Linked DNA regions of Zea mays: region 1 is linked to region 2. A link is a contact called in public Hi-C data. All regions are on one chromosome and are shown on one strand. The core of a region is the stretch at or near the end of the contact, and the rest is flanking DNA. Distances in the headings are between cores, read along the strand shown. Region 1 holds the start of LOC100282973. Region 2 holds the start of LOC100857077 (GTP-binding protein TypA).

Evidence for each region. A called contact is a pair of places that touch in the nucleus more often than the background predicts.
Region 1: a Hi-C map of ear shows a contact between it and region 2, with 4 times the contacts expected there. The contact joins the promoter of LOC100282973 here to the promoter of LOC100857077 in region 2. A contact is called at or near these places in 9 of 25 Hi-C or Micro-C datasets (ear, endosperm, leaf and 3 more) and 1 of 3 datasets of contacts at active chromatin or transcription factors (leaf).

Annotation. Positions count from the first base shown.
Region 1 is chr5:132,078,191-132,085,161 of Zm-B73-REFERENCE-NAM-5.0, reverse strand. It overlaps LOC100282973, which reads right to left and starts at 4,155. Exons shown (of 11, transcript NM_001155877.1): 1 at 3,877-4,155; 2 at 3,514-3,567; 3 at 3,340-3,353; 4 at 632-777; 5 at 1. The coding sequence starts at 4,035.
Region 2 is chr5:131,671,720-131,679,220 of Zm-B73-REFERENCE-NAM-5.0, reverse strand. It overlaps LOC100857077 (GTP-binding protein TypA), which reads right to left and starts at 3,755. Exons shown (of 14, transcript NM_001254931.1): 1 at 3,551-3,755. The coding sequence starts at 3,755.

The DNA.
Region 1 (6,971 bases), core at 2,906-5,405, 410 kb before region 2:
GCTGAACAATGAGCATAGCCAAGTTAATAAGACATTTCAAGAGCAAAGTATGATAGAAACAGACATGAAGAGGTAGAAAACATGTACTCATGAACAGAAGTGTCCAATAAGAACTAATAGAACTGCATGATTGTCTATTATAAAAGGTGGTTAATTTTGCATCACAAAATTATTCCAGCAACGGATGATATACATGTTAAAATAGGGGCACTGGCACAATTGTCCCATTTTCTATTAACTTCATATAACCCCAACATGCAATTTCAGCTTGATCTGTAAATTGTAAATGATCAAAATGTTCAGTTATAGCTAAGTTGTCACAATTCTTGTTTCAACTCTAAACTAGGCACCAACATGATAGGAATTCTTGATTGCATGACACTCCCACAGGCAGCAAGGAATTGAAGATAATAATTTGGCAGAACTATTACCACAAAAATGACTTAACTTGAGTGCAACCTTAGAATTATCCATAATAGTAGAGATAGATTGTCCTAATAGATAATTTAAGGATCAATACAACAAACAGACAATGTATCATATATAGGAGTAGAATCTATCAACCTAGCCATACTCACATGCCCTTTATTCTTAAAGACAACATGGGGATGGGAGGGGAAGGCAAGCTAACCATTGGAGACTTTTGGTTTATGCTGTGTTGACCGTCCAGACTTCATTGTTTTGTCAACTACCTGATTCTTATCAAGCTCTTGTTGTTTGCGCACGTTTTCCTCCGTCAATTCCAACAAGCGGTCATTTGCAACCCATTCATCCCAGCTACAAAAACAACAAAAATTGAATATGTTGAGGAGCATGTGTGCTTAGGGGTGGTAATGGATCGCGATCCAAATGTTCCTTCACAAAAAGTTATGGCCCTTAATAAATTTTAGTTCAAAAATGAATAGGAATAGAGCCCGATCATAATCCGATTCGATCCTTAAACTTTATAGTGCAAAATTTAGAACCCATTACTACCCCTATGTGTGCTTGGAGGAAGAACAGCAGAGAATGAAAACTAATTAAGTGTGATGACAACAAAATAGCATGCTATAAATATCAGGACCTCATGAATAAGAAACACTACCACGATATGGTAGTTACTCGTTAACCTTTTATTTCTCGAACACACAAGAGCACTGTGTAGCTTTATGTTAAGATGAAAAGGGGGCAAGAACCCCAACAAACAACACACCCTTGTTACCTGTTAACCTTAAAAGCAACAGCGGTTCACTTGAACAGAAGTCTGCACCTAAACTTGAGCCAAGCACGACTTATTTACATAGCCTATTCGGCGATCCACTCAAACAATGTGTCCATTGATCAACATAATCTTTAGCCAAAGCAACAGTTCACTTTACCATGGATTGGCTTAATAAGGAAACAAATGAATGAAATGTATGAGCCAACCTTTTCTGTGCATCCATTAAACAGGTTGGCCATATTTTACAATCTAACAGAAGGCACAGAGCCACAGACTACAAACACCCAACCCAACTGATCAACATCCAGAACTATGCCATGTGAAAAACACAAAATGAATTCTCCAGCTTAGATGATAACAATATCATGTATGAACATTAAAGCTGCCTCTATATGCAAATCCCCCAGGTATTTGAAATAGTAGGCACAGAATATGAGCATCAATCAACTACGAAAGGAACAAAGAACTCAACAATGTAAATGTTAGTCATCATGGCTACTGAGAATACGATGCATAGAAGCCACAAAATGTTTGCAACATGCTTACATGTGCTTTTGATATAAAACTTGCTCCTATCTGCATTGATCATTTCCTTGGGAAATGATTACTTGTTTTTTCTAAAGGACATAGGAATTTGGCAATGTTGGGGGACTGGAAATTCAGTAATTTGGACATTGCGGAAATTGAGGAGCTTGTTTCAAACAACAATTCTCTACTGACCCTATATACAGTTGGTTTAAATTATGGTCTTTGTTGCAGAAAAAAGGAGGGCAAAGAATGTTCCTGAATGAGCTCAGAGACCAAAGAGGCACACAATGCAAGAGGTCACGAGGTTGAGCACCATTGTAGGAAGGCCAACTATCAGACATTTTCAGTTTCTGGTACAAGGAAGTTTGGTTGGATCATGTTTGGTTTGATTTTTTGGTGAGAGAGTTCGTACCTTGTTGTAGTAATACTATTAATGTAGAGTTGTAGACATTGACCATCCAGTGGCATTGTGTGATATCAAGTCATTCGGTACTCTGATGGTTTCAGTAGATACAGGTTTAATTAATGTTCACTATCTTTACTGTGCTAGTTCATATCAACGTTAAAGAACATGACTCTGCAATGGAACTGGTTATCCGCTTTAATATGAAAATTGGAAGGTGCATTTACCCTTCTGTCAAAATTAACCCCAAAAAAATCATGACCTTGGTATGTTGCTTGACGTGTAGAATACTCGCCAGATGGTAATCAACCCAAGCAGATATTGCAAGTGATTATACATCAAAAATGGTTGGGCATAACATAATTCACATAATGCAGATCAAAACTTGCTCATGGCTCAGAACTTGTAAGGCATTTGACATAGGTAGTGTTAATCAGTGGTAGACAAATAGCACAATAAATCATATAATTTTAAGGAATATTAATTTGGGACAATCAGAAATATGCCACTCAAATTTTCAAAATTAGATAGCTAGTTCATTCGGATGCCATGGGTAGTATCCAAATGAACTAGCTATCTAAGTTTGCAAAATTTGAGTGGCATATTTGAAGAAACCCCTATAAATTTAGTTAAATGAAAAGGCATCTGGTTTAGCTGTATCACTAGCTCACGGCTGAGAAATGAGCAGTGTGTGCACTACCAAAAGCGAAAGGGCCTCTAGCGTAATGGTTAAAACTTCCGACTAACACCCCTGGGTTCGATCCCCCTCGGGGCGAATTTGTGGCTTGGTTAAAAAAAATCCCCTCGCTATGTCCTACCGCTCCTGGGTTACGTCTGCGCGCCACCCTTCGGCTGGGCCGTTGCAGAGTGGGCAGTGATGGCCCGCTAGTGATGAGGGGCAGGGTTCGGGGATTTTCTCGACGGGGACCATATTTCGGTCTCTTCTTAATAGAATACCGGGAGGGTGGTCTTTCCCTCCCCGGTCGAGTGTGTACTGTCAAATCCCTGAAACAAACTGGTTCAGTGTATGCCACTAGACACAGAACTATCTGATGAGCTAGAACAAACACAGCAACAATTAAATGGGTTTTTATAACTGTGGAGGAGTAGGGTAGGAAACATAACAAAAGATATATGCACGAATGTGAGGGAGAAACATGGAAGACTTATCTAACATCCATCCACTCATGGAGTATGAAACACTTACTTCTTATTCCAACCCTACAAGAGAAGTGACAAAGAATTAGAGAACAGCAGAAATTGCCAGGTATATGCTGATTTATGTGAGAGTAAGATATATCTAAATGGTTAAGGTGTGAAGAAAGAATGAGGAAACAATGCGTTTAAGAATACTTGCACAATGGAGTGACCTAAGACTTACGAGATAATGGACAAAGTAGCGCCATTCATCTTCATGGTTTTCGATCCTTTGAACCTTGAGAAATGGGACAGAATATATAAAGTTCCGTTATCATTAAACTGAAGAAGCAAAGAAAGAAGAGAAGGAACATGCATAGATCAGATGGGATGTGAATGATAAAGCCTAAACCCTAACAGCTAGCATAGTGCACGCAGGGGGGCTGGGGTAGTGAATCTAATCGACCAACGGGTCCGGGGCCGATGGTATCCTAATTCCTAACCCTAACAAGGATTAAGGAACACAGCACAACACAAGCGTAACAAATGAGTGTATCTACCATTCAGTAAGAGGTCGTCCAGGAAGGGAAGGAAAGAAATAGCGAACCTTGGCCTCGTAGAGGAGGGGGCCGTGGTAGGCGAGGACCCTTTCGTTCTCCTTGAAGGATGGCCCCGACGAGTCCTTGCCTTTGATCTTGTCCTCCTTCTTCTTCTCCTCCTTGTCGCTGGCCCCGCCGCTCGTGTTGGTATTCGAGGAGCTGCCCATGGATTCGATGCGATTCAATTCGCGTCTCACCGGAGATGGAGGAGCGGGCTGGGAGAGGGCAGAGGCTGCGACAGCGCACAATCGGACAGCGGAGGGAGACGAGGACAAACAGACGGTAATAATTCCGGGCCAACGGGCCGTCTTTTTCGTGTACGGTGGAGAGACTCAGGTTTTGTTTGGTCAACTAAATGTAACTTGTTTAAATATCATATGAGTGTTCCAACGAGAATATATAATAATACGATAACTTATGTACAAATGTGTGTTATATTGTCAACTTTTGTATCATCATACATATTGTTGGGGCGAAGGCGAAGACGCCACCCTTCGCTCGATGTCTTCGTCAATCTCGCTGCACCAACGGAGACAAGACGACTGGCAGACTTACCCTTCGTCTCACGCGTCGCCGGACGAAGGCCTGTGACGAGGTCGTCCCATCTCGCGGCCTCGTCCAACATGGAGGCCCACGTGTGATCCGACCCATGTAACAGGCCCTGCGTGGCCGCTGCGCATTACGGGTCTAATTTGTAAAGGTCTCCCTGTAATTACAGTTTGTAACCCTGCTTTATGGAAATATTCCGGGGATAACCTAGGCGCCTGAGGGCACATGCGTCCTTAACTCAGGACGTTGGGCACTCAGATACCTATAAATACCCCCGCACAGTGCCCTTGAAATGCTAGATTAACAGAGCTTTTGTCATCTCGAATTGAAACCTTGTTTACGTTGCTCTCACTCCCCCGTTGGATCAACTTGCTCGGGAGAGCAAGTTCCAACATTTGGCGCCCACCGTTTGTGCTACGGAAAAACCACCCGCGATGGCACCCAACAGAGCTAGCTCGAAGGCTGACGAGGCTGCGAAGGCAGCACTGCTGGCCGAGAAAAATGGCAAGGCCCTCGTCGACACCACCCACCAAGAGGCCACCGAAGACGACGCTCTCAGCAAGCGGCAGCGCAACGAACAACCTACTCCCGAAGGCAGTCTTCGCACCTGCAGCTCTGGAGGACAACCGCAACTTCCCCCAGGCTTCGCTCCACCAGAGGGCGCGGACGTCATCGAGGACGGCGAAGTCATCGGCGTTTCAGCGGAAGAGCAGCTACAGCTGCGTGCCTTCGCATCAAGAACCGTAACCTCCAGAAGCGAAAAGAAATCCTTGAGGCCAAGCGCCAACGCGTGTCTGCACAAGCTAAGGTGCGACAGATGATACGCGACGAAGAGCAGAAAGCCCAGGAGCTCGAACAAGAGATCGCGCTCATGCAGCGCGAAGGCCACCTCGGCCTGCAACACGCCCCCCCCCCCTACAGCAGCGCGCACAAATCGAAGACATGTACTTCCCTCAGCACGGCCACGCCGTTGTTAGAAATATGCCCTAGAGATAATCATAGAGATGAGCATATTTCTTTGTATCCATGATATATATATTACTTAATTGAATATCCATGGAAGGCACCTTGTATTGATTAGCAATTATGTGAATTGTTTGTGAGATTCTTTACTTATATGGTTATTCTAAATGATGTCCCTAGTCAGAGTCGATGACTAGCACATGTATTAGTTGATGACTACATTTCACAAGTCATGAACATGGAGATGTTAAACTAATAATGTGGGCGCATGTATGACATGAGGCTGGACTGACCCAACGTGAGATATTGTAATATAGTTCTCTTCTTGCAACATGAATACTGTATCCTTAGACCTGAGATCGTCGCATGTTCTCAAGATGTGAATTGACTTACTTAGGGACTATCAAACGCTATCCCGTAACTGGGTAGTTATAAAGGTAGTTTTGGGTTTGTCAGGAAGCATGCTGTGAGGCATGGTCAGTCAAGATGGAATTTGTCCCTCTCTTTGTGAGAGAGATATCTCTGGGCCCCTCGAGTGATTGGATCAAGAAATGCATGGCCGTGCTAGGGTTAAGAGTTAACCATTCAAAGGATTCCAATTCACAGTATCGAGAAAGAGAGGTCAGCTTAGAGCCAGACCAAATATCGTGAGACAAAGGGAACAGCATGTACGTAATGTCGCAATGGTTCGTCTGATATGATCTTTACGTACACATAGGAGTTGACATGTCTTGCTAGAGGCCGCTGTCAATTATTGGGCCAAGTAAGAGTACTCGGGCTATGTCTATTTGTACGTGAACCTATAGGGTCACACACTTAAGGGGAAGGAAGCCTAATTCGGATTAGATCCGAAATTAGACTGGGCTTTAGGGTTAATGATGGGCCTCGGCGTCAGAAGCCCACCATAACGCCTATATAATGAGGGGCGGGGGCGCAGTTAAGTGATAACCTAATTCGCCACCTGCAAACCAGCAGCCGCCGCTCGCCTCTCGCCCTCGCCAAGCCGCCGTCGCGAACCTAGCAGTTCGGTACGCGGCGCTTCCTCCCTGTACGTGTGGATACCTCGGAGGTGCTGCATCTGGAGCACTTGGACGAACCGTGCGAGGACGTGAAGGACGCCGGCGACTGCACGGCACTGCTCGACGCGTTCGTCTACATCGAGACGTCTTCCGCTGCTCTGCGCGTCTAGTGGTAATCCCATGACCTATAACCGCAGTAGTTCTTGGTATTATGGGGTTGAAAATTTTGTTTTGCGCTAGTGTAGCCTCCCCGTATTCCTACAGTGGTATCAAAGGAGGTTCTGCGTAGTTTTAGGTCTGGATCTAGGTTCATGAGATGGACGGTTTGATTAGATCAATTGGTAATAAAGGGTTGAAGTAGATTACATCGGATATGACTGGAGAGATCAGTTCGTCCTTCTCTGTTGTATGCGCGACTTGCCCCTACCGGCTGGAATCACCATCGGGGCTAACTGCGAACACAACCAGCAGATTGACGTAACAGATCAACGTCATGAGTGTAATCTCCTTCGGGTCGAAAGTCTCGGATTTGGGTTGATTTGATCAACCGCATGAGATTTCCAGGACATCTT
Region 2 (7,501 bases), core at 2,506-5,005:
TGGCCCCGATGGCCTCCATTTCCCTCCACCACCACTCCGACATCGCTCAGACAGCGTGGACAAAGTCACGTTGAACTGGAGGAGGCCAAGGTATTTCTCCACCTTGATGGGCCAGTCGAGAAGGACAACAGCCGTTGGGTCCTCGACATAGGCGCAACAAACCATATGACGGGTTCTCGGAGCGCGTTCGCTGAGCTCAATCCTGCCGTGTGTGGAACCGTGCGGTTCGGTGATGGATCACTGGTGAACATCGAAGGGCGTGGGACGGTACTATTCATGTGCAAGTTCAGCGAGCATCGCGCACTCACCGGGGCCTACTACATCCCGCATCTCACTGCCAACATCATTAGCATCAGGCAATTGGATGATGCGGGGAGCAAGGTCGACATCGAGCACGACATCCTTCGCCTGTTCGACCCAGACCGCCAACTTCTAACCAAAGTATGACGTGCCCCAAACCGCCTCTATTACCTCAACATCGACATCGCCCGGCTGGTGTGCCTAGCGGCGTGCGAAAGCGAGCATGCTTGGCGCTGGCACACGCGGTATGGCCACCTAAACTTCCAGGCACTTCGTCGGCTGTCCTCACAGTCTATGGTGCGTGGCCTACCTCCCATCGACCATGTGAACCAGCTCTGCGACGTGTGCCTAGCTGGAAAGCAAAAGAGGACGTCGTTCCCGCAGCAGTCTGCTCACCGCGCCAACGAACGCCTAGAGCTTGTCCATGGCGACATTTGTGGTCCCATTGAACCCACCACTCCGGGGGGGTAAGAGGTATTTTGTCCTATTGATAGATGACATGAGTCGCTATATGTGGCTCACCCTAATCGCGAGCAAGGATCAAGCTGCTGCTGCCATCAAGAAGTTCAAGGCCCACGCGGAATTGGAGAGCGGGCGAAAACTCAAGGTGCTGCGAACAGATCGCGAGGGTGAATTCACCTCGATCGAGTTCGGTGAGTACATGGCAGATCAAGGCGTCCATCGGCAATTGACAGCCCCTTACTCGCCTCAGCAAAATGGGGTTGTCGAACGCCGAAACCAGAGCGTGGTTTCCACCACAGCATGATAAGGCAAAGGGTGTTCTAGGGATGTTCTGGGGTGAAGTCGTGCATACCGCAGTATACCTCTTGAACCGCTCCTCGACGAAGGCACTGTCCTGGATGACCCCATATGAGGCCTAGCATGGTAAGCAGTCGTCTGTCCATCACCTGAGGACTTTCGGTTGTATTGGCCATGTCAAGAACGTACGTCCTTACCTAAAGAAGTTGTCTGATCGGTCCACGCCGATGGTGATGCTTGGCTACGAGGAAGGAAGCAAGGTGTATCGCTTGTTCGATCCAGTCAGTGAACGGCTACATGTATCGCGGGATGTCGTGTTTGATGAAAGCGCGAGCTGGTACTGGGATACTGCATCGACATCAGATGTTGTCTTCGACTCTTCGAACGGCTCAGCGTCGAGTCTCTGTCCATGCCCGTCAGAGGCAGGGAAAGGGAATCTGCACCGGCATCACCACAACATGCCACGCCTCCACAAGCCTCTCTGGTGCCGGCTACACCGTGCTCGGAGGTTCCACCGTCTCCGCAGGATGGCATCGAGTTCGCGTCCCCACGCTCGTTCGATAACACACTCGACGCAGATGTGGACGACGACGAACCCCAGCGCTACCACCTCGTCAACAATGTCATCAAGGATAGCTCTCCAACTAGGTATGCAACTCGGACACTATTCAACTTTGATGAGCTTCATGCAGTCACCGCCGAGGAACTAGGCTCGTTCAAGGAGGCAGAACGTGCCCCAGGATGGAAGCAAGCTATGAAAGAAGAAATGGACGCTATTATCGCCAATGGGACATGGAGTCTCATTGAGCTCCCCGTGCCATTGGTCTAAAGTGGGTCTATAAGGTGAAGCGGGACCAGCGGGGCGCCATTGTTTACCACAAAGCGCGCTTGGTGGCCAAGGGGTACGTCCAGCTCTATGGAGTGGACTTCGAGGTGTTCGCGCAAGTGGCGCGCCTCGAGTCCGTGCGACTGATGATCGCGATTGCTGCACACCGGAACTGGTCGATCCATCATATGGATGTGAAGTCGGCATTCCTGAATGGAGATCTCAAGGAGGAGGTGTTCGTCACTCAACCACCTGGCTTCGTCGACAAAAACTGCCCCGACAAGGTACTGCGCCTACACAAGGCGTTGTACGGTCTACGCCAAGCTCCTCATGCCTGGAACACCAAGCTGGATGCGACTCTACTCTCCCTCGGGTTCAGGCACAGCAAGAATAAACATGGTGTATACACGCGTGGCAAGGCGCAGAAACGCATGATTGTTGGCATTTATGACGATGATCTCATCATCACGAGCAGCGATGTTGATGAACTCATCATCTACTTCCTCGGCGATGGGCCAATCTCTTGGCAGTAATGCAAGCAGAAGGTGGTGGCCCTCTCGTCATGCGAAGCAGAGTACATTGTGGCGGCTACCACAACCTGCCAAAGCATTTGGTTGGCTCACCTCCTCGCCGATCTGCTCGATGTCAAGGCCATCGCACCAGTCCTTAGGGCTTACAACAAGTCCGCTATCTCCCTAATCAAGAACCCAGTGCATCACGACCGGACAAAGCATATAGATGTGAAGTACCACTACGTCCGGGAGTGTGCAGATCGAGGCCAAATTGATGTTCAGTTCATCGGGACAGTGGAGCAACTCGGTGACATCCTCACGAAGGCTCTTGGGCGCCGAGGAACTGCGCAGCAAAATCGGCCTCACAAAGTTACTCTCTTCCGGCAACATGACTTAGAAGGTGATTTGTTATATAAGTATGTTGCCAAATAATGGCCGGAATAGCTGGCAGGTTAGTTTTTTCATTTGTTATCCAGAGCGCATGCAATCTTCCCTGAAGTCCGCCATGCGAGTGTCGATCGCGGCACGTCCCAGCGGTTTGGATGGCACTCCGTGTACACGAACGTGCCGCCGTTTATTCTGGGCACGATGCCCCTATACTCCTTTGTTTTTATCGCAATCTATGCAATGGAAAACGCTGCCAGTTGACAACACCAAAACTTGCGTGAGTCTCCAGTTCATTGTGTTCACAGAGTACAGAGAGTGAGAGAGTTCGCCGGCGATCTAGTAATCTAGTGACACACCTATCACCAAATTTCATTAAGCGCCAAGCGCTAACTGGTCAATCATGCATTAAATAAGCCTTTGATAGCTATCAGATTTTGTGAAGCTATTTTGCTGCAATGAAGAGAAATGCATCCTTGTGTGAAATGTTCATCTAATTATAGAAACGGGCAAACATAGCTGTAGGCTTCTAGCAATAGGTTGGTCAAACGTTCCGCGAACAGAAAACTGTGCAGCCTGACAGATACAGCTACCAAGTTACGCAATACAACACATTAGAAGCCCACTGAAACGGACTCAGGAGCTCACTATGTTAAATTACTAATCAGAAAATCTAACCTCGATGACGTTCACTGATCAAGCTAAAAAACGTACAACACCGTTCGTGGAATTGACGAATTAGGGAGAGAGGAAGCAGGAGTTGGTTTACCGGAGGGAGCTGGGGAGCTGGCGACTTCCTTGACCTGCTCGAGAGAGGCAGAGGCCCTGAGAGAGCGGGTTCTTCGGCGTCGGAGCGAGCTGGGAGCACGCAGCAGGCACCTTCCGGAGGCGGCGAGGTGCACGGTGCTGGCCGGCGGCGGCGTGGAGCGTCGGGCGGAGGGGCCAGCGCGTAGGATGAGGGTCTGCGTCTGCATGGTGGCCGGTGGTGGAGGGGGTGCCGCGGCGGGTGGCTGCGGATGGGGTTGTGGGGTTTTGTAAGGCGGGCGGCGAGCGGGAGTCGGGAGTGGCGGTGGAGCCCCCGCGGATAGCGGCCACCGGCTACAGGTCTCGGGTGAGTGTGCCGCTGCAAGGGAAGCCACGTCGGCCGCCGGCGCCGAGTAAATTATTTATCGCCTTTTTCCATTTTATTTACCATGAGTATATGCATGGCATTCCTTCCATCGTTTATTATTTTCTCTCGAAAAAAAAAGAATATGTCTTTGCTAGTAAAAGAGAACGAGTACGGAGTTGTTGAGCATAATTGGTACTAGGAATGGCAATGGCTAACAAAACCTGAAACCCGATAGATTTTTACTCCATTAAAACTAGTTTGAGAACTCAATTTTTCCAACTTATTTTTTTTTCTAAGAAAAATTATTTTATTTTCCCTTAGAAAATAGAAATCCCTTAGAAAAATGAAGTTTCCGAACTAGCCTTTAAGGTACGGATTTGGCTCAATATTTATACACGAGTCTTATCGTTTTATTTTATAAACAAACAACAAACTTGTTATCTCCTCTATTTTCTTCCTAATTTTCATCAAATAAATGGTGAATGTATAAGTAGTTGGTGAGAGTGTTGCTTGATTGCTATTATTGTTTTTACTAGCGTTGTATATGTGGTGGATCGATAACTTAGTGCAAGGTCACTTGATTATACAACTTATTATTTGTATTTCATTCTCTCTTCTAATAATTTTTATACCAAATCATGAACTCGTTGTTCATCACATAAATTTTGGACTATGATCTTATTAATCATTATAATACTTATTGATTATGAGAAGAACTAGCATATTGGATGGGTACCCGCTAACCGATGGATACGGGTTTTGGCAAAATTTCAAACTCGTAACAGGTACGGATTTTTAATGAGTATAGATATTTTTCACGGATACGGGTTTGGGATGGCAAAACCCGGCGGGTTTGTACCCGTTGCCGTTCCTAGACGATCCAACCACATGGCATGGATGGTCCACGCTCTGTACGGTCCGCGATTAAATCAGATCAGGTGAGATATTCTATTTTTTTGTGTGTGTTTATCCAACTAATTACGTGGATTCTATTGGAGAATGCCTAGGTGGATCCAAACCTCCCCTCTATATATATAGAGGGGTACGATCGATTGCGCGCATCACCAATCGAACCAATCAATCATAATCTACTTTATTTCTTTGTCCTTCATCGCATTAGGATTAGGCGTAATTTAGACTTAGCTTAGCTTTATCCCAACCTTCAATCTTCATCCCTCTTCAACTCTATGTCGTCTAGGGACATCCCGAATGGCCTGTCGATCCTAGGACACCCCCTAGAACTCTCCTCCCTAACAGGATCCCTTCTGGGGGTGAGTTCTTGTAATACCCAAATTGTAATTTGTAAGAGATAATATAAAAGGAGAAACAATTTCACTTTATCTATGTGTGAGTTTGACCTTTTTGTACCATTACATGTAAACACCATATTTAAAACAAATAAATGACTAACAAAGGACACTACTAAATCATGCATCATGCTGGTTTCTCATTTTTGTGTGCATTTCGGTGACAATATAAAAATAAGGTGAAAAGAAATATATCAAAGTACAAAGTAGAATTTAAGATATAAAGGAAATTCAGGAATTTAGAAAAAAGAGAAGAAGGAAACAATATTATGTGAGTGAAACGAGTAATAAAAAATATATTATTTTTGTAGTGGATTTGAAGGTGTACATTGGACTCAAATGTGCAACTCCTAAAAGGATTCAAATTCAAATTTGGAATTTAAACTAGAAAGAAGACAAAATAGGAGAAAGGAAATAAAAAAGGGAAACCTTACTGGGCTCGAATCACCCATTTCGGCCCACTAGAGGAAATCACCCGCGCGGCCTAGTTAGCTCCCACGCGCACGATGCCCTGACGTGCGGGCCCTCCTACCATCGCGGGACCTTCCTTATGCGCGCCCAGGGCCACCTGGCTGCGACACTCACTTGCGTCGTTCTCTGACCCGTGGACCCTTGCGGTCAGCTCCGACCTCAACAGAATCCGCGCATGGCGGGCTGCGTTGGCGCAAGTCTAGCGCGCGCGTGAACCGCTTGACCACGTCGGGCGATAAAACCCCAGTCGCCCTTGCCTCCTTCCGTTCCGCAGCACCACAGAGTCCGCAACTAACCTAAATTCCAGAGCCGCCATAGCCATCTACCGCCGTCGCCGATGAATCTCACCAACCCGTGTCGTCTGCCCTCGGCGTTAGGTCGGGAGGTTCGTCTTCGCCTAGGAAAGCCGTCTACGCCTCCAATTCGAGTTGGACACCACCGTGATGCGAGTAATTGCTCGTCGTACTTCTCCATCCGCCGCGGAGTCACTGCGCGTCGTGAATTGACTCTCTGCGCCGCACAAGACTCTGGTATGATGACCCTACTAGCTTCCTTAGGTCCCTAGCTTCATTCTGCATCACTCGTACGGTGTGTGGGCCACTGGCTTGCCGATTGGCTGGTCTCCGGCGATGGCGTCGCCGTGGCGGTGTGGCTGTGCCGTCGTCCGGTAGGGGGGGATCGGGGCAGTTGTTCGCGACCGTTGGATTGGTGTCGAACGGCTCAGATTAGAGATTGCATAACCCTTCGTCGTTTTAAGATCCGAGTCGTCGATCCGGCGTCGTGCGCATCAGATTAGATCTAGGGTCTTTTAAATCATTACTATTAGATATTGATCGGGCGGTCACGAGGGAGAGAGGTTGAGCGACGCTCGGGATCCAATTGTGGCCCTCAGATCTGATCTGAACGACCCTCGTCTGAGAATACCCCTTCGCGGGTACATTTTGCTAAAGAGACCCCGCCCTTTTCATGAATAAACCAGCAGTCCACTCGGCTATGCCCCTGAGTCATGATAACATTTGCGCTAGAGTCCCTGCGTTCTCCAGAAATTGGCGCCCAATCCTGAGAGCACCTAGAGGGGGGTGAATAGGTGATCCTGTAAAAACTTGAAACTTAATGCCACAAAACTTGATTAGGAGTTAGCACAATAAAGCCAAGTGGCTAGAGAGGAGTTCTTGTAAGACACGATAACCACAAGAAGATCAACACAGATAGGCACAGTGGTTTATCCTGTGGTTCGGCCAAGTCCAACACTTGCCTACTCCACGTTGTGGCGTCCCAACGGACGAGGGTTACAATCAACCCCTCTCAAGCGGTCTAAAGACCCACTTGAATACCACAGTGTTTTGCTTTACTTTACTATATCCCGCTTGCGAGGAATCTCCACAACTTGGAGCCTCTCACCCTTACACTTTGATGTTCACAAAGAAGCACGGAAGTAAGGCTGGGATGAGCAACACACAAAAGACACAAAATCATAGCACAAACCGCACACAAGTCGCAACTCGAGCTCACAACACAACCCAAAGAGATCGCTACTCAAATGGAGCTCTAGTTGCTATCAAAAAGAATCGAATGCGCGGAATTGGAGTCTTGGTGCTTAGGAATGCTTAGAGAATGCTTGGTGTTCTCCTCCATGCGCTTAGGGTCCCTTTTATAGCCCCAAGGCAGCTAGGAGCTGTTGAGAGCATTCCCGGAAGGCAATTATTGCCTTCTGTCGCCTGGCGCACCGGACAGTCCGGTGCGGGTTTCTTTCCTTCTTTGGCGAAGCCGACCGTTGGAGATTCAGAGCCGTTGGCGCACCGGACAGTCTGGTGCCCCCTTCTGACCGTTG